2 separate regions of the Zea mays genome follow, and region 1 is linked to region 2. A link is a contact called in public Hi-C data. All regions are on one chromosome and are shown on one strand. Each heading gives the region's core, a stretch centred on a gene start, on an enhancer-like site or on the middle of the called end of the contact. The rest is flanking DNA. Distances are from core to core; before and after follow the strand shown. Region 1 holds the start of LOC100284613 (40S ribosomal protein S16). Region 2 holds the start of LOC115100998.

Region 1 (2,815 bases), core at 162-2,661, 190 kb after region 2:
CTGAAACCCTAATGGACAAATTGGCAGCATAGGTGGTTAAATAAGCAATTTCATTCCATCTTAACGAATTTAAAAAACAGTTGAAGTGAATAATCAGTTGAGAGGGAACCAAAGCTATGCATGAAAAAATTTCGATCCTCCTTAGTGATTAGATTACGAAGGGAAAAATATGGTAGTAAATGTGCTGGACCTGTTCACTATTAGGGCAACCGTAAAGCCCACCGCTATATCCGAAGCTTCCACCTCACTAATCCAATTATGTGGACCAAAGGTTGTTTATCATCTCACCCTCATGATCCAAAAAACGCTTAATCATACCAACTTGTCAAGCAAGGTGAGTCACAAATCATATATTGAGCAACATACATGGCAAACAAGTACATTTTTTAATAACCATGAGGGCTATCGATGCAACAGAAAAATATCAGATATGGAGAGGACTGCACCAGATGTTGTAATCTAACCTTATTAAGCATGTGCAGTGACTATTTATACTGATAGACAAATTTAAAGACATGCAGTTGTTTACATGACAAAACATAGTAAACATCCACCATGAAAGCGTAGCTAACATCCACCATCTTAATAATAACTCTAATAGTTCACCCTCCATCCTAAAAGGACCAATGTAATGATACTAAGTGTACTATAAAGTTCAATGTGCTGGACGAAGAGAGAAGAACCGTTAACAAGAACATCTGAAGGGTAAGGACCCAAGACCACCCGTGGTAACAGAGTAGAAGGCACATTCTTTGTTAGTATCATTCCGGAACGGAATCACTTTGTCAATGACGAGCGTGATACAAAATCAAACCACACTAATAGAACGACTAAGCACAAACAGAAGACAAGCGGGATTAAACACACATAAAAAGCCTTTTTTTTTAATAAAGAATACTTCAAATTTTTCGAAAAAAGAACATGTCAAAGGAAAAGAACATGTCAAAGGAAAAGAACATCGCGAAGTATCTCGTGTAGTGTGTTTGGGGAACCCGCGCGGCCATCATCGCGCGCGCTCCGACCGCGGGCAGTCGTCATCGCTCGTCGCCGGCAGCGACCGCGGGCGCAAGCGCCGCCTCTTCCCGACGAACCGCGCCACCAACCCACCAACCCTTGCAGGCCGGCGGGGGCAACGCGGGCACGGGGAGGCGACTCCGGCCGCCGCCCGCGGTGCTGCCGGACGGCGCGCTCGGATAAGATCAAGTAGTGTTCGTGAGGGCCGAAACCCTAGCTTCTCCGCCCTTGACCAGTGGCCATTTTATCACAACGAATACCTGGGCCTCACCAGCCACCGGGTTTCCTTCCTTCTAAGGCCCGGCCCAACAAGTCATTCGTCGGCGCCGGCGATCCCGGAAACCGCTTCCATCCATCCGTACTATAAAAGCCTCCACCGCAGCAACGTTTCCAAGCCACCGCAGCCCTAGCGCGCCGCCACCTTCACCTTCGCAGCCCTAGCCGCCGCCGCCGCCTCCATTGCTGCTATACCCGCAACCATGGGTCCCGTGCTGAAGCGCCCGACCCCGGGCACAGTGCAGTGTTTCGGGCGCAAGAAGACGGCCGTGGCCGTGGCCTACACGAAGCCAGGCCGAGGGATGATCAAGGTGAACGGCGTCCCGATCGAGCTGCTCCGTCCCGAGATGCTGCGGCTCAAGGCCATGGAGCCCGTGCTGCTGGCGGGGCGGTCCAGGTTCAAGGACATCGACATGCGGATCCGCGTGCGCGGCGGCGGGAAGACGTCGCAGATCTACGCCATCCGCCAGGCCGTCGCCAAGGGTCTCGTGGCATACTACCAGAAGTACGTCGACGAGGCGGCGAAAAAGGAGATCAAGGACATCTTCATGCGCTACGAGCGCACCCTCCTCGTCGCCGACCCCCGCCGCTGCGAGCCCAAGAAGTTCGGCGGCCGCGGCGCCCGCGCCAGGTTCCAGAAGTCCTACCGCTGAGCGCCAGCGCCTGCCGGACCGCTGTCGTGGCTCCGTTTAGCTACGACTTTACAGAACTCTGATAATAACATGGTTGGCGATTCGTAGGCTTCTCAGGCTTTATTTTATTTTATTTTATTTTAGTTTATGTTTATCCTATTTAAGTGCAATACTGGTGCCTCAAATTTAGCTTATAGTATACACCGATTGGTATTTTATATTTATGCACTTCGTATAGCGTTCTTAATTCCATGATTATCCTTGCGCAAGATCGACCAATCGGCCACAGTATGAATTTATAAAGTTCAAAATATAAATATGTTGGATTATATAATCTGGGGAGATTATAAACACAAACAAACACGCCCTCTAATGCGATGTGATTGTCTCTACCGAAAACATGCTAGTTACTAAAGCTCCAAATCCGAATTTATATCATGAACCGAGTCAATAGACAAATGTTTGTTAGCCACACCTCTTAATCACTGCACTGCTCTAGGCTGGTTGGCATTGGCAAGGACCAAGGCCACTCGCAAAACTGCCGACCGCCACACCAGCCACCATCTTTCTCACGTTCAGAGGAGCTTTCCTTGACCCAGCATCGTGGGACTCATCGCCTGATATACTCGACCGAGCAGTTCTCCTTGAGCCATTCAAGCACCTTCGCCGCCTCTAGGACATCCTGGACCTGCATCATTGAATCGCGCGTAGAAATACATACGCATGAGTGTGAGAACAGAGCTAGGCTGTAGTTTAGTGGAGGAGGTCACAACCAGAAACAGCCAGACCTGCTGCCTGATGTTGTCCTCATCATAGTCTTGGTTGTACTGTTTGAACTCCGCTATGGAGTTCTCAACTTCCTTGACGAGCTGATCAGTCGAGTACTGCATGAT
Region 2 (2,700 bases), core at 71-2,570:
AAAGAGAGAGACATGCCAATATACACATAGTATATATACCTGCAGTGAGCAGTCATGGAGCTAGGGAAGGAGTGAAAAGATCCTGCTCGATCGATTTTATTAATTGTGACGATGAACACAAGAAATTATGAAGAAGAAAAATATATTGCATGCATGTGGATGTGAATGCCGAGTTGTGACACGTACATACGTAAGTGTGGGAGATACATAAGAGAGTGTGAAAAATAAGGGACACGAAATTATAGATGACACCATTTAACACTGTTTACATAAAGAGGTTTGAAATAAAAATGAGATATGGGATGGTATATGGGATCTACTAACATATCCTAATAAGGCCCCTTTAGTAGAGCTCTTTCTATGCAAGCTCCGCTCTGGCTTTTTTTCCTTATTTTCAGGAATAGCTCTGAAAAGAGTATTCTATTTGGTTGGAAACACAACTTCTTATGCGAAGTGGGCTTGACGAAGATAAAACATGGGAGAGCGATCAGTAGAAGCTCATTTTCTGGCTCGAGGGCTTCTGTTGCTTTTTTTAAGAAACTCCTCCCCAAAGAACTCATCAAAGAGCCTCTCTTTTTTATAGATTTTTTATAGAGTGTTAGAGGAGCCCTGCCAAAGCGGCTCTAACTAAGGGTCAGTTTGTACATGCATATAATTTGCATGTGCCAATGCATGTGGACCTAATATAAATTGCCGTGTACGTTATGAGGGTGGACCTACTTCACCACTTGATAAAGTCATGCACTCGATCATGCAGAAGCGGGCCGGCCGGGTCAATTCATTTAATTGACTTGCGATAGAGATAGACTAACCACCATCAGTATCGCAATAACAGAGAAAATTTAGGATGTGGTTGGTTGGTAGCGACAAATCTCTCACAAGCCTCGTAGAATTTACTAGAATCGTAGAGTAACAATAATATCAAAAAGATACAAGAAATGTATATATATACAGGCAAACGAGCCTTTGGCCGGCCTGCCCGGCTCGGACCCGATGAAGTCTGTTCTGTTTTAGGCTCGATCCGCTAGACATGGTTAAAAAATCGGGTCGAGCCGTCTAAGCTCGCGGGCTCGTTTCCCTGTTCGAGTTCGGCCCGCTGCGGGTGTCGGGCCAGTCCGTTAAGTAGAAAAACCGGGTCAAACAGTGCGGTAAGCACGGTTTAAGTACAAAAAACGGGTTTAAAGGTAAACGGGTCGGACTAGCCCGTTATGCTTAGTTTCCTGTCCGAGTTTGGCCCGCTTATTCGTGCTGGACTGGCCCGAGCCCATATAAAAGTGAGCCAGACCAGGCTCATATCAGGCAAAAAAAACTTGCTTTGGACCGAGCTTTCGTGCTTCGTGCTTTATGTTCATCTATATACTATATATAGATGTAGCTGAAACGTAGCTGTCATCCAACTCTGGCAACCTTTTTCCTACATACACACGGCGGAATAAATTGCCTTGAGTGAGTCCTATAGTCAAACAGTTCCTCCAGGTAATCTATCCTTGCTTTTGAAGTGTCAATTTCTATGGTTCATGCATCATGTGAAGGAGAAAGCGCGCAGGTAGTTGCTAGCAAAGCTAGCTAGGGTTGGTTAGTCGTTAACTAGATGACAGCAGCTAGCAGTGAAAAGGAGCTCACTCTCACTGTCTCACTTAGCTCTGTTCCTTTCATCCAAAACAAAAACCAAGATGGGGGGTTGGGAGGAATTGAAGAGGATTAAACCCTGCTTGTTAATGAGATCCCCTCAGCGCCTTCCAATATAATAATACCGCCGGACTTCCATTTCGAGAGCAACCGAACGAACAAGGCTAGAAGCTAGCTAGCCAAGTTATTAGGTACTACATACTAGTGGCCGGCCGGACACGATCGATGGGAAGGCCGCCGTGCTGCGACAAGGCGGGGGTCAAGAAGGGGCCATGGACGCCGGAGGAGGACATCGTCCTGGTGTCCTACGTCCAGGAGCACGGCCCCGGCAACTGGCGCGCCGTGCCCGTCAGCACGGGCCTCATGCGCTGCAGCAAGAGCTGCCGCCTCCGCTGGACCAACTACCTCCGCCCCGGCATCCGGCGCGGCAACTTCACACCCCACGAGGAAGGCATCATCGTCCACCTCCAGGCCTTGCTAGGCAACAGGTACCCATAATCATGCATAGCTTCTTGTTCTTCTCGTCACCTAGCTCCGGATGGTTGGTGCAAGTGCAATATATATGCATATCTATGTATGCAGATGGGCGGCCATTGCTTCTTACCTCCCACAGAGAACCGACAACGACATCAAGAACTACTGGAACACCCACCTCAAGAAGAAGCTCCGGAAGCAGCAAGCCATCGGCGCCATCTTCGCGCCACCTCGCCCCTCCGAACCCACCGCCGGCCATGCCGATTGCCGTCGTCACGACATGACCCGCTCCTCCAAGGACAGCCACGCTGCTTGCCCGGCCGACAGCACACCAGCGGCTGATGAGGTCGTCACCCAGCTCATCGCCCAGCAGTTCGCCGCCACCGACGGCGACACCTCGTCGTCGTCGTCCTACTCGTACGCCTCCAGCACGGACAACATCTCCAAGCTGCTGAACGGCTTCATGATGAAGAGCGCCTCGCCGGCGCGGGACGACGCTACCGACACCATCAAGACTTCCTCGGCCATTGACATCGACCCTTTCGACCACAAGTCCGGCGGGGCCGCACTACCACCACCCAAGAAGCGGCAGCAGCA

The links. Hi-C and Micro-C count contacts between places; a contact is called where the count stands out from the background.
Region 1: a contact with region 2 is called in a Hi-C map of ear, with 3 times the contacts expected there. The contact joins the promoter of LOC100284613 here to the promoter of LOC115100998 in region 2. A contact is called at or near these places in 2 of 25 Hi-C or Micro-C datasets (ear and tassel).

What each region holds. Positions count from the first base shown.
Region 1 is chr10:2,199,251-2,202,065 of Zm-B73-REFERENCE-NAM-5.0, forward strand. It overlaps LOC100284613 (40S ribosomal protein S16), which reads left to right and starts at 1,412. Exons shown (of 1, transcript NM_001157508.2): 1 at 1,412-2,208. The coding sequence starts at 1,494. The coding sequence ends at 1,943. It overlaps LOC103640683 (trigger factor-like protein TIG, Chloroplastic), which reads right to left. Exons shown (of 14, transcript XR_002265533.1): 12 at 2,711-2,806; 13 at 2,398-2,610.
Region 2 is chr10:2,007,369-2,010,068 of Zm-B73-REFERENCE-NAM-5.0, forward strand. It overlaps LOC115100998, which reads left to right and starts at 1,321. Exons shown (of 2, transcript NM_001371103.1): 1 at 1,321-2,117; 2 at 2,212-2,700. The coding sequence starts at 1,855.